Regions from separate parts of the Mus musculus genome. Here region 1 is linked to region 2. Evidence: chromatin contacts called from public HiChIP or PLAC-seq data. All regions are on one chromosome and are shown on one strand. The core of a region is the stretch at or near the end of the contact, and the rest is flanking DNA. Distances in the headings are between cores, read along the strand shown.

The links. HiChIP or PLAC-seq counts read pairs in DNA pulled down with a chosen protein or histone mark.
Region 1: a contact with region 2 is called in an H3K4me3 HiChIP or PLAC-seq map of bone marrow-derived macrophages, with 5 times the contacts expected there. The contact joins two enhancer-like sites. A contact is called at or near these places in 1 of 484 Hi-C or Micro-C datasets (pre-B cells) and 3 of 115 datasets of contacts at active chromatin or transcription factors (bone marrow-derived macrophages, effector CD8 T cells and memory CD8 T cells).

Annotation. Positions count from the first base shown.
Region 1 is chr2:18,820,400-18,827,498 of GRCm38.p6, forward strand. No RefSeq gene overlaps it. Among named protein-coding and RNA genes, the nearest start is that of Carlr, 22 kb to the left of the region's middle. Within about 2 kb of position 1,487, at least 248 of the 459 cell types and tissues checked have an H3K27ac peak or open chromatin away from gene starts, as enhancers often do. A contact at or near this core is called in bone marrow-derived macrophages, effector CD8 T cells, memory CD8 T cells and 1 more, where this site is marked.
Region 2 is chr2:18,606,297-18,613,690 of GRCm38.p6, forward strand. No RefSeq gene overlaps it. Among named protein-coding and RNA genes, the nearest start is that of n-TNgtt9, 23 kb to the left of the region's middle. Within about 2 kb of position 3,690, at least 208 of the 459 cell types and tissues checked have an H3K27ac peak or open chromatin away from gene starts, as enhancers often do. A contact at or near this core is called in bone marrow-derived macrophages, effector CD8 T cells, memory CD8 T cells and 1 more, where this site is marked.

The sequences.
Region 1 (7,099 bases), core at 237-2,736, 210 kb after region 2:
GCTGCCTGTGATCCCACACCTCCTCCAGCAGCTGACCGACCTGTGCTCCCGAAGATTGTTTCCTCGAGTGTTTGTCAATAGCTTGACTCTATTTCTGATGTTGTATGGTCTTCTCAGACTTGACTTCTTTCTCTCCTCCCAGGCCCTCATCAGTGGATTGAGCAAAGCTGTGGCAGAGCAAATCCAGGTTTATGCACCACATTAGTTATCCAACAGACAAAGAAACATCTGCGCCACACTAGTTATCCAACAAAGAAAAATCCACACCACACTAGTTATCCAACAGACAAAGAAACATCCACACAGGGCCGGGGAGGCAGCTCCGTGGTTAAAGCACTTGCCTGGCACGCATGAGGACCTCAGATCCTCGGAACCAATGAAAATATTGAATCTGGAGGCCCATCTGAAAATTTAGCCTCTTGTAGTTAAGACGGAGGCTTCCTGAAAGCAATCTGGCTAGCAGGACCAGCCATGTCTAAGAGCTCCAAGTTTGATTGAAGGAACCTTCCTGCCTCAAAGAAAAATGTGGAAAAGCAACTGAGGGTGATTCTAGACATGAACCTCAGGCCTCTAGATCCATGTGAACATATGTGAACATTTACTGCCCCCACACGTGCAAAACATGCATGTGTACAGACAGACACACACACACACACACACACACACACACACACACACACACACACATGAATATTGGGGGACAGGAATAAGAAGACTCAATCAGTAGAGTGACCCAGGAGGAACCTAGGGAAGGCTTAGTGGACAGAGGGCTTAGAAGAATATAGCTCCGCCCATTCAAGGCTACTCTCTGTGAGCAAAGCCTCACTCAGAGGCTCACAGGTTCCTTGAAAGAAGTGGTGGGAGCCCCTTTGGACTGGGTTCCAAGATGGTGTGAGTCGAAGGGTGGGTCCTTCTGAGAACAGGAATGCTGCCTTGTACATTAATGCATTTTGATACACCCTCACAAGGCGCACACAGCCTTCCTCCTCAAACCCGCCATATCTGCAGGGAATAATCACTGTCACATAGTACAGCAAGAAATCCCGACCTCATGTTCCTCTGTCCAAAACCTGTGGGGAAGAAAAGCAAGGCTAGTCTACCACTTGTTCACACAGCCTTACACAGCGTGTAGCTGCTGGGGACAAGGAAGTGAAGGCCAAGCGGCCCCCAGCCTCTCTGACCCCAGCGGTTGTCACCATTGTCCATTGCTTATAAATTGTCAGAACAAACAGAAAACGTGAACTCAGACGACCTTGAGGAAGCCACAATTCAGGAAGGAGTCCGTGAGCCCTGGTCAGAAGCCTGTGCTTGGAGCAGCCTGGGTCCTCCCGGGTTGAGGTTCCCCCTGTGGCCTCAGCCCCTGTGTGGTGCTTATTGGAAAGTCTTGCCTTTCCCTTCACTTCCTCTCTCTCCTGTCTTCACCCTGAATGGGAAACAGCTGGCCAGCCTCCATCTTCCTTGAAGGTGGTTATTGAGTTCTGCCCGGTTTCGGTTTCATTTTCCTTCCGTATGCATTGTGCTTTGTCACTTACCAGGCGTCTAAGGTGCCGTGCAAGCAGGAAAACTCATTACTGCCACAATGACTGCTGCCTCTGTGCCTTCCAGGAGGCACGAGGCCTGTGGGCTGTAAGGCAATGAATACAACTAAAGGAGAGAAGAGGCGCATGCAGGGCGGGGGAGGGCAGGAGAGATTATATGGAAATGATTGCTTTTTTCAGCAAATCTGACGCTTGCCCTGACAGGAAGTGATTGAGAAAGTGGACACTGGTGGGCTAATTAGCCACTTGGGGAAAGTTAGACAGTATTTTTGTGCATGGCAAGAGGGATTTCCTCAGAAGTGGTCCCAGATCTGAGAAGTTGACTCCAGGGCAAGGCAGGTGCAGAGAGCAGCAAGACCCTGGAAGGGAAGCCTGACCTGCAGAGTAGGTGTCATGAAATATGACAAAGGCGAACCAGGGCAGTCAGAGGTCCCGGTGGGATCAATGACAATGTCAGGCCTTGCAGAAAGGCCTGGAGAAACGGTGAGGAAAGAACACTTACACATGTAGTCCACGCTTAATAAAAGAGTAATTCCAATGACATTGGATTAATAAATATCACTTCGAGAGATCGCTGCACCCAAGTTTAAGACGGAAAGAATATAAACTAAGGTAAACAGAGAAGAGAGAGAGGAGATGGGTTACTGGACGGGGAAATGCCAGTTTGTTTGTACCAGATCATTTCAGCTGTCCAAACCCACTGTCACCTGGACAGTAAAGACGTTGCTGCCTTTTGGCAGCTCCATAGACTTTTTTTTTTCTTTAAAAAGGCTTCTTTTGCAAAGTTGATTTTAACATAAGTCTTGAGCAAGCTTAACATGTAAAACCCCACTCAGGGCCAGTGCAGTTACGTTAGGGTTTTAATTTTCCCTTGCAGGCAGAATTTCTCTCTCTGCTGGTTACTGTACACGCCTGCCAAGAGCATAAAAGAGCCATCATGGGAAAGTGTTTCCAATGCTGGGAGCCAATCCAGGCCTGTCCCGGAGGCTGGTGGCCAATCAATGTGAGTGAGGACAGCTGAGGGGAGACGAATGTTCCTAGGCTTCTCGGGGGGTTGACAGCACCTCTGTGCATGACGGCTACTGCTGGAAAGACAAGTTTGTGGTGGTTTCCAGCGAGGTTTATCTTCGGAATCCGTTAGAGATTGTTTTCTGCCAGCAGGGATAAGCTCAAACTCAACCTTGGAGCTCAGAATGATGGTATGGACGCTGGCTCCTTTTTATACACCACCCAAGCCATCCTGACACCCCCCCCTTCAGAAACAGGAATTCCAGAAATGGGGGTGCAAGAAAGGAATGCAAGGGGTGCTTTATAGTAAATAGTATCTTTGCCTCCTTACCAGCCTCCCACCCCACCCCCTTCATACTGCTCTTGTGGTATTTAGAGTAACACCAGGCTGTCCTGAGTTGACAACTGCATTTGTATCCTGTGGTCTGGGCTGTATATTCAGGATAGATAAGATAGGAAAGAAAGACAAGGATTCTGAAGTCCCTCGAGATCATTCTGCTCACAAAAGCTTTTGTTTAGCTCCTGGCCCCGTTCAAAGGACAGTAGACTTAGAGGTTTCTATGCAAATGTGTCCTTTCCCCATTAAGAAAAGTGACCTTTATGGTAATATTGGAATAGCAACATCAATTCCTGGGTTAATAAGACTCTCTGGCCTAAAGGGAGGGTGTTCTAGCAGGAGGTAGAAACAGGGACGGGGCATTGCAACCTGTCCCTCCAGGGAAAGGATTTTCACAGTTAGGAAACCCTTTACTTTTGTCTGTCCCACTTGCTTATAAATCAGGGAACTCACTATTCAAGAGAGCTATGAGGAACTTTTAGTAATAGTTTCACATAGACCTGGGCATGGGGGCACTTGGGAGGCAGAGGCAGATGGATCTCTGTGAATTTGAAGCCAGTCTGGTCTACAAAGCAAGTTCCAGGACAGCCAGAGCTATGCAGACAAACCTTGCCTCAAAACAAAACAAAACAAAACAAAACAAAAGTTTCACATAAAAGTAATAGAGCTTGTTAAAGTACTAACAAAGCATAAAGGGTTATCACACAGGACACAGAAAAATTTAAGCCAGAGGCCAGGGACATGCGTGTTGATAAAAATCAACAGTAAACACAGATAGTAGTTATTGTTCATTAGCAAGAATATCCTTGCTAAAGTTGCAGCCTACACAACAAACACAAGAAAAAACTTTCTTGGAGGTGTGTTTAGATTCTTATCAAAGAGGCTTACCATGTGTGGATATTCCAAGTCATCACTAGGAGGTTAAAAACAGTGAGTTTCGGAATCTTGTCTTTGCTACATTGTGGGTTCTTCTTTTTTACCCCATCACCAGATAGGAAAGAAAGAAGGATAGAGGGGAGGGAGGGGAAGAGGGAAAGGGAGGGAAGGGGAGATGTCTAAATCTAATTTATTTTTGTTTCTTCTTTGAGCACAACTACTACCCCCCCCCCCCCCCAATGACCAACAACCACTCAGCTCACCAAATGGGACATTTGTACCTTCTGAAAAGTTCTCAGAATTTGAAACATCTTGAAATCACAGAAACTCTCAGTAGCTGGCAAAACTACGCCTCAGCGAGGGCAGGAGGCAAATTATAGTTGGCTGCTTCGAAGCAGCCCCCAGTCCCCACACCTGGGATTAAAACAAAAAAAAAATGTGTTTTCTCTCTCTCTCTCTCTCTCTCTCTCTCTCTCTCTCTCTCTCTCTCTCTCTCTCTGTGTGTGTGTGTGTGTGTGTGTGTTTTAAAGACATCAAAATTCCAGAATTCTCACTATGTTTCCTGTGATTAATTCCTCTTTCCAAACTCATCATGGTTATTAATCTGACTGGCCATACTGCTTTGCATTTCCAACATGCCTGAAAAATACAACTTGAATAGTAAGTATGGAGAGAGAGTGTACGGACTGAGGAAAGAAAGTGAGCACACACTGATGTGTAACTTGAAATCCCTGGCAAGGAACGGGAAGGAGTGTGGACGGACGGTTTTTAGTGAGGCTGAAATTTCCAAGACTTAAGTCAATTAAAAATAAACAAATCTGTTAATGGAAGAGGGCATCATCCTGAGTGAGGTAACACATTTACAAAGGAACTCACACAATATGTACTCACTGATAAGTGGATATTAGCCCAAAACCTAAGATACCCAAGATATAAGATACAATTTCCTAAACACATGAAACTCAAGAAAAATGAAGACTGAAGTGTGAACACTATGCCCCTCCTTAGAAGTGGGAACAAAACACCCTTGGAAGGAGTTACAGAGACAAAGTTTGGAGCTGAGATAAAAGGATGGACCATGTAGACACTAGCATATCCGGGGATCCATCCCATAATCAGCTTCCAAATGCTGACACCATTGCATACACTAGCAAGATTATGCTGAAAGGACCCTGATATAGCTGTCTCTTGTCAGAGTATGCCTGGGCCTAGCAAACATAGAAGTGGATGCTCACAGTCGGCTATTGGATGGATCACATGGCCCCCAATGAAGGAGCTAGAGAAAGTACCAAAGAAGCTAAAGGGATCTGCAACCCTATAGGTGGAACAACATTATGAACTAACCAGTACCCCGGAGCTCTTGACTCTAGCTGCATATGCATCAAAAGATGGCCTAGTCGGCCATCACTGGAAAGAGAGGCCCATTGGACACGCAAACTTTATATGCCCCAGTACAGGGGAACGCCAGGGCCATAAAAGGGGAGTGGGTGGGTAGGGGAGAGGGGGTGGGTGGCTATGGGGGACTTTTGGTATAGCATTGCAAATGTAAATGAGCGAAATACCTAATAAAAAATGGAAAAAAAAAATAAAGTTTAAGACTGACCAAAAAAAAAAAAAAAAAAAAAAAAAGAAAGCAACGTTTGGCTGGGATTCTCATCCTGGGGTTAAAGTGGGAAAACGTTTAATTGCTTAGGAAGTAATCCTATTATGGCAGATTTCATGCATCATGAATTATTTCTCCTAATTTGAGGAGTTATGAAAGAAAAGTGGGATTTTTCTGGTAAGCACATTTTTGAAAGAGCATGTGATAGGTGCCGGGAGACTAAGCAGACCCGGCCAGGCAGAGGCTTTCAGCGGAGACTCACACACAGGTGAAACTCAGCTGGCGGTCAAGTGAGGTGAAGTCTGCTTCAGATCTGAGCACGAAATCATTGTAAAAACATTCTAGAATTAGGGTATAAGTGGACTGCTGTTTCATTAAAAGTTCTGCTATTTCTCAGAGAAAGCTGTAAGCTGAGCAACTATGTTAGTGCAAAGCACTTAGTAGTAACTTTGTACATAAGAGACGCAATTTAAGGTCTTTAGGAACTGGGGGGAGAGGCTGGGAAATGGCCTAGTCAGCCAAGCCATACCAGATAAACACTGGAATCTGAGTTTGGATACGCAGCACCCACATATGGGAGGTGTGTGAGTGCCTGTAACCCAGGACTACCGAGATGGAGAAGGTACCCCAAAAGCTCAGGGATGGAGCCGGGTATCCCTGAAGCTCGGAACACACAAGGCAGGTTTTAATCAATTAGCCTCAGAGACTCATCCTCGGTAAGAGACTCTATCTCAAAAAATAAATGTGGAACATGATTGAGAAAAAACAGAGGTTGCCAACCCCTGGCCTAGGCAGGTAGGCACTTGCACACATGCACACTAACAAGTGTATGCAACACACACACACACACACACACACACACACACACACACACACACACTCACACAGGAAGAAAGAAGGTGGTGGGTGGAAGAGAAGTTCCTTGGAGGAGCTCCCAGCACCTAGGCAGGCATGGGGAAAGGTGCCTGGTTTGGATAGCTGGACAGACAGATTAAGGAAATGGTTTTGTCATCACAAAAATGTCGTTCAGTGCGGTTTTTTTCTTGAAGGAAGCTCCCCTCCCCAAATGAGTCTGAGGTGGAGACTTCTGGTTAAGTTGATGAATATGTCCTAAAAGGATCACTTAATTAAAAAATAAAAAAGCCTTTAAAGGCCTTAATGGCATTCACGCCCCACAGAGCAAGCCAAGCATGATTTATGTGACTCTGGTGAGCCACAGAGCCCGTAGGACACCGCACAGGAGATGCATTTCTCACCGCATAGTTCAGCAAAAGCCCTCTGTAAACTCTAGTTTCCAGATAACTTCACATTCTCAGTGTCCGTGTTGCTTTTATTTGTATCTTAACTCTTGCTTTTAGGTTACATGCTCGTAACTAATTTGCACTTGAAATTTTGACGAAGATAATTTTGTAGTGGGTTGAGAGAGCTGGCCTTGTTGATAAGTCTGACGTTTGCCTAGTGGGATTCTCCACGGTGAACAGGTCAGGCTCTGGGGAAGGACACCCTAGGCAGGTGAGAAGGACGGCCCAATTTAAGCCACAAGAAAAAAGGTGAAATTTCTGACCCTGAACTTCCTCTTTTCGACCTTGACTCTACTCCTAATGCAATCGGATTGGCCTTTCCCCTTCCATGTGCTATTTTGTCTTTTATCTTTGAAAATGTTTTCCTTATTGAAGTCCTTAATAGTTACACCTAAGGATTACTTAGTCGCAGCATCCGAGAAGCTGGGAGTTCATC
Region 2 (7,394 bases), core at 2,440-4,939:
ATTTAACTTGTATGTAATGGAAGAAATAAAATTTTTAGTGAGTGTTTTTAAATGAGAATAAATGAGGAAGACTAAATATTGCTTGTAATCTGTAAATGCTGATTTAAACTACCCTTGTCTGCATACTACCTTGAATACATTTAATACTCAGAAAACATGTTCTGGCCACTTTTTTTTCAGCAATGTGGATTGCTTAGACTATGTACAAAGTTGGCCTTTTAAAGTCATATAAGTTGTGCTTAATTTTTACTGCTTTGAGCAGGAAACAATATCTTAATAGGATTAACTTTATTTAAGTACTGAATTATTCCAATTAAGTTGGAAAACAAAAATGACTTCTCCAATGATGCCCATTTTTAGAAAGCTCATCTGGGAACTCTCTGTACTCCTAGGCAAGTGCATTTACCATTTACCAGAAGAAATGCATACAAGACATTTTAATCTACTTTCAATGATTCTGGAAGTCAGGTTCTCAAATCAAAAGAATGTTTGCTGCCAGCTTTCACATCTATGATTTGAAGTTACCACTCTAAGTTTAGCAAGGCCTGGCTGTATTGCTAAGTCTCATGCCAAGACCTGTGAGCTTTCTCCCCTTTTGTAAATAGCCTGAAAAGAAGTACTTAAAACCTGATTTTAATTGAAGGCAATCAATATAAACCAAGGAAACTGTTTTGTTTTAAATGAGACACCCTGTAAGTTCTGCTCAGAACAATTCCCCTTGGTTTTTTTTTTTTTTCTTAAGAGTCTCAGAAATTTAATCTTTCAAATATTTCCAGGAATTCCAAAATCTATCACACAAAGGAGGAACACCTTCGTTTTGTTCTGGAGTGAGGGGGACAGAATAGAATGTTCTTGAAAATGTGAATCTAGAAGGTTAAAACATAGTTGGAAAGGTGAATTATTTTATTTTCAGTTTCTATATATAGACCAACTTCCCCCATTATGACTGAAAGAAATGTCTCAGACAGCAAATGATGTCATTGCCTCCGTTGACTTGAAATGCTTCTATCATCTGCTTGAAAAAAAACAAAGAATCCAACCCAGCTACCTCACAGAGAAACGCCTCCTCAATGAGACTTTTCAGGAAGACACTTGTCGCTAGTCCCGCAGCCAAGAGACTTCAAAATCACACTGCTTCTCAGAGAACTCCCCACGGACCACCATTTAGGAATAATTTTAATTCAAAATCAGCATTCTTGAGTTCAGATAAGTGGGGGGAGGGAGAAGGAGAGGGAGAGGGAGAGAGAAAAGGCGATAAGTATAAAAAGTGAATAATTTAAAAGAAACACCTAACCACCTTACTGCTTGGGAGTCCCCGTGTTTAACGGGAAAAAAAACACGAATTAATATCTCTGTCTTCTTTGCCGGTCTCTCTACAACTCATCTCTGGAAGTCTGTCCAGAAAGACGATTCTGATTCCTAGTCTATTGAAATACAGTGCAAAACTCCCAGTTGCAATAAAAGAAAAGAAAGCACGGGAGGAAGCCAACTAGCTAACCAAAACCAGAAAACAAGAAAGAGAAGGAAGGAGGGAGGGAAAGAGACAGAGAGACAGGGACGGGTCAGACAGAGACACAGACAAAGAGAGAGGAGACAGAGAGGGAGAGAGAGAGAGAGAGAGAGAGAGAGAGAGAGAGAGAGAGAGAGAGAGAGAGAGAGAGAGAGAGAGAGAGCGCTAATCTCCTTGCAGCAGGAGACAACAGCACCCCACCCCAAGAAGTCCCCCTCCGCTGCTGGGGAGCACTGGGCACACAGTGGCTTCTGAGGTCACCAGCTTGCCACCCTGGCCCTTGGCAGCCTAGGCTCGCACCTGGACGCCCTCTCTAGCCCACACTCAACAGGAGAGAGGGAGGAAGGGAGGGAGAGAGAAAGAGAGAGAGCGAGAGAGAGCAAACGACAGACAGAAAGACAGACAGACAGAAAAGAGAATGGCCCACCTGTGAGCCCAGCAGGCAAGAAACGCGCCGGCCACAGACTCAAAATGGAGAAAGAGGAACCGAGAGGGACAGGAAGGAGGGAGACACGGGAAGGGACAGTAGGATAAAAACTGTTCAGGGTCCGCGGGTTAGAGGATGCCAGATGGAGAACCCAGGAGTGGAAAGCCAGAGCACCAGGAAGAGCGAGGAGGCCGAGGCAGTGCTCCAGCCAGGCTGCTCCGGTGTCCAGGCTCCATTTCCAACAGCGCCATATTCGTGCAGCCCTTTGTCGTGGTTGATTTTTCTCCGGCGGCTGGGGACCTGTGCCAGTGGGTTTCTGCCGCTTGGGCAGAGGGCTTGGCGGCAGGACAGGATGCAGGGCTCAGTTGGGGGACCTTCGTGGCCATCTATATACCTTGAGGGGCTTCAGTGTGCAGGGCCCAGCTGGGAACCATCGTGCCTGCCTTACAGGGCTTCAGGGTACAGAGCACAGGGGGGAGCCTCAGGCCTGTCTTCCTGGTAGGGCTGTAGGGTGCAGGCTCCAGCTGGGAACCCCAGTGCCTGGTTTTGCCCTTGCAGGGCTGCAGGGGACAGGACCTAGCTGGAGGCCCTTCTTATACGTGCCTCGCAGGGCTGCAGGGTTAGCTGGGGGACCTTACTGCCCTTCAGGGCTGAGGGGTGAGGAACCCGGTTGCAAGTGGCCCTCGGGCGCTGCACCCCTCGGAGTTCATGTCCTTGACGTTGGAACGGTGAGTGGCAGACGCTAGTGCAGGAAGGAGGCGTTACTAGATTGATCAAAGAAAGAAAAAGAGGAAGGACGCCCTTAAAGAGAAGGGTGCTAGCTGAAAATAGCGGAGCACAGTGCCCCAAGATCCGAGCCTTTCTGGAAGGGATTTCGGGCCTCCCGCCCCCCTCCTCATCCCACCTGGGGGCGGGCGGTCAGCCACCTCCTCCTGCGCACAGCCACCAAGTCTCTACCCTGGTTGCTCTCCGCCTAGACCTCTTACAGGGTCGACTGTCGGGCTGACCGCCCGGACCTCCAGGTCCGCGGGTCGCTCCATCCCACCCCTACGTCCGAGGTATCAAAGCTCCCCCGGTAGATCTTGGGGTAACTGGAGGCACCCCCAGATAGAAGCCGCGTCCGCCACTCGTCCCGCCCTATGTCGCTCTGACATAGTGTCACCCTGAACCTCACGCACGTCTTTTTCACAATTCTCCCCTTTTCATGACGAGGGTTGTCCTTTCCTCCAAATCCCATCCTCGCCGGAGCTAAGGAAGGCCCTGGGTGCCTGGTGTCCCCTCCCTTTCCCAAGGACTCGGGGAGCTAGCGGGCCCCGACACTCCAAGCCGGAGTACCCTGAGGCCAGAGCCCCGCACTTGCCCGGAGCTATGTTGTGGACCAGGCCGGAGCCTCTGGCTTCGTCCCCTCCAGGTGAGAAGGACTCAGGCTGGAAGGAAGGAGGCGACCGCTCCCTCAGGACCAAAGCAAAAAACAGCTAGCCACTCGCGATCGCCGCCGGCGTGACCGATACCCACATCGCCCGGCGGCGGTTCCGTGGGCTCTGTTCTGACTTTATGCCTGGAAGAAGTTTTCTTCCAGGCATAAAGTTGGTTGGTTGTCCTCCTTTCCAACAGAGAGCACTGCCTGTCGTCTCCCTTCCCGAGGCCACTGGTACCTGTCATTACCCCCACCCCCCACCCCCAGGTGCTTGTCTTCCATCCCGCGGTAATTTGAAACCGGAAGACAAACGCACCCTAAAATTGGCACCTCCAAGTCCGGGCTGCGCACACTAGCTCCCTCAAACCGGTATCATAGCGGTTACTTTTATCTCTGCACTCTTAACCGGATTTTGACTTTTGAAACTTTTCTGTTACATTGAATAGTTCTTCTTTCACAGATCTATGTTCCTACTTTCATAGAGTTTAGGTTTTCAGAAAAAGATTTCTTTCCCAGGCAGAAAATACAGATTTATTTATTTCTTCCTTCCCTTTCCTTCCCTTTCCTTCCCTTCCCTTCCCTTCCCTTCCCTTCCCTTCCCTTCCCTTCCCTTCCCTTCCCTTTTCTTTCTTTCTTTCTTTCTTTCTTTCTTTCTTTCTTTCTTTCTTTCTTTCTTTCTTTCAAGAAATTCTGTTTGAAAAGTTGCATTATAATGCAAGCTGCAAATTTCTAGAGGCGGGAAGAGAAGGGAGTGGCTCAAGTCCCCACGGTGAGGACCAGTTGGTTTCAGGAGATTCCTTCCCTGTGTTTTTGTAAATTCCTAAAACCAAATTTCAAAATGAAATAACCTTGTGCTGACTTGGAGATAGTCCACAGAACTCAGAACTGAAAACCTCGGCAACCTGAAAGGCCTGCTTAGAAAGCAGTCTAGCTTCTGTTGCTGAGAAAGGGTCTCTCTCTCTCTCTCTTTTTTTAAGGCTGTAAGAGTTTTTAAATTAAATAATTCATCACTGTGTAGATGTTTATAGCTTGACAATAGCCAACACTTTAGACTCCTGGTTTGTGCTCTTGTTTTTGACTTCTTGGAAGTTCTTACGCAATCTTTAGTGCTTCCTTCTTTATAGAAGCCTTTCCTGACTTCACAGTTCTATTTAGTCAGGAGTTTTGTAAAAATCAAATTTCTAAAGCCACCTAGAAAAGAGTGCTTTAGGGAGTATAAATATGGGATTGATGCTTAAGATAAGTTGCTCTCTCCCCTCTCCGGATAACCTCCCTCTAAAGTGAAAGCTGGAAGTTGTAGTTTTGATTGATAATCTAGCCACTCTTGAATCCAGCCACTAAGTCTAACAGATTAGATTCTGAGGCCTACTTTTTCTTTAAAACCATTGCAAAATATTTATTAAATTATTATGAGAAAGGAGGGTTTCTTGTCAGGAGGCAGGTACTGATGAACGTTCAATATAAAACAAATCACCACATGTATGCATGCTATTTCTAACACTTAATGCGTTAAGGATTGCTGACTAATACAGAAGAAAGTATCTTTATTTGATAGATTTATCATGTAAAAGAAAATGCATGATCTCTGTCCCAGAATTCAGTGAAGCAGAATTTTAAATAGATCCCTTACATCTTTTCAAAATCCATCTAGACAACTAGGTATTGCCATCAGGACAATTTTTGAGCAAGGTAATCTTTAGGAATGCAAAAACATAGATTCACAAATGCCCAGCATGTGACAGTCAATTTCTCATAATACATTCTTTACAAACAGCTGTGGGTTTTTTGTTTTTTTTTTTTTTTTGGTTTGTTTGTTTGTTATCTGTTGGTCTATATGTCTTTCAAAAGCTTCATGTTACAATGTTACCTACATGGAAGACATTTATTTACAATTAACTGCTTTGTTAATGTTGCAAGTCATAACTGCTTTGACCATTGATGCATGTAATACTGAGTGTGTACTTTCAATGCTCCTTACTTACATCCTGTAGACTTCAAACTTCAAGTATCTATACTCTTTGAAGTAACATTTCCTTAAGTGGCAGATGCTCATGGATCAGCACACAGAATAATTCAGGCATTTCATGTAACAAAGTCTTACTGAGATAACTTTGTTCTCCGCAGACTCTCCCAGTCTACTGTTTTATTAGATCTCCTGGTTGTGTCTGCTTCACAGCAAGGACTATCAAACAGTTTAAATGAATTGAGATATTCTCATCTCCCTTCCTCACATTCCATGCTGATTCTTGCTTTTATGAGAAATTGATACTATTGATGAATGTTAAGTTTTACAACTAAAACCATACAAGCACTGATATTCACTTATTAAATATATAGAATTTTTGAGGTCTAGTAGCATCTGAGCACTGAATATCCTCAAAATATTTTCTGTTCTGTAAGAAACTAGTCATTGTAACTCTTTATGTTGCCTGGCAATTTAGAAATAGTAATCTTTTAATGTTTGTCAGGCATGGTTCTTGCTTTAGGCGAGCTAAATAGGAGACAAAATATTCTAAGGGGAAAACTCTATTCAGCAGAGGTGGTGAGGAGGGAGAAGGAGGCATTGAAGTGATAATGTTTATTGTCTACATGTTTGCTTGCAAGGAATTTTTGTTTGTTTTCACATAAAACTGTGATATGTTTAATTCAATGCTTCAACAACAATAAGGTAGTTTAAAGACCTAAACATTTTTTAAAGCAAAAGATTAATAGTCAGCTAAAATGTTAGTTTCTCATGTTATAAAAATAATTACCCATAAGCCATTACCCATAAGCCATTGATCTTATGCTATATGAGTGAAAAGTTTACAGAGAATTACAGGGCAATATCCTGGTCATGTTGCTGAATGGCAAAGTTTTCAGACCATAAATGTTCTGTTTGTAAAAGCCAGGGAATTTTTACAGTGGTTTCCATACATTGTCCTGTGTTATTTTAAATTCTCTTCATTAAAGCACAAAACTTCTGATCTGACTTCTTTTTAAGCACATACAATAGCTGTCTTTGCCTGTTGTGAATAAGAAGTTACTGAATCCAAACACAATGATAGCTCAGCTTCCTATGTCAATTTTGTGCTCTGTTAGAAGATGTGTAGCAGTTAGCTCATTGGCCCAGCATATCGAAGTCTCCTCACATAGCAGACGATGAGCTGTTTTCAACTGCTGTTCTAAAATCCTAGCCTCCAGAAACAAGGAACAAATGTGGTGTTTGCACTGAACACAGACAGGAGGAGCTCCAATTGTCTTCTAAGTAGATTTTGCTTACTTTTATAATTTCTTCTCTAATGAGGGATTAATGATTACCTACTTTAAAAACTGAACAACCTGGTTAAACACACACACAGTTACAGAAGTCCTAACCATCCTTATGAATGATATGATATAAAATGAACCCCTTGAAATGGCATCTTAAAACTGTGATTCGGACTCTTATTTAGAATACTGAACACCAAGTACTACAGTTTTGTCTTGCCTTTTACCATGCCAATTCTTACAGAGATACAGAAATATGCAAAATGAAACACAAAATATGCAAAATTATATACAGATACTTTTTAAATCTTGAGAGGGAGTTAGATAAGAGAAAAGAAAATTCTAGAAGCCTAGCAATTGTGCCTTCTTCACAAGTGGGATCAGTAATTTTAAGGGCAGTTGGCTACAATAATTGTGTGATTTGAAAGTGTGAACCTAGGTGAGATTCAGACATTCAGGAGAAAGCTCATTCACTGTTATTGTTTATATCATTGGCTGTCACAGTAAATGTGGGCAGAAAGAGGGTAGAACACGTGCAGGCACGGAGTCCTTAGCATGAGTGGGAAAGGAGAGAGAGAGAAGCGATGGGGAGCCACAGACAAGGGACTGAATTGTTGAGTAAGGGAGGCAATCAAATTTGTTTACCATTTTGCATGGTCAAAATCAACTCACCAGATAACGCCTTGTGAAAAATTAACACTTAAATGATCTATAATCAGCCCATTTGGTTCAGTTTCTTCTTCTTTTTTTTTTTTTTTTATGGGCAATAAAGATGTTAGCACAAAGTATAA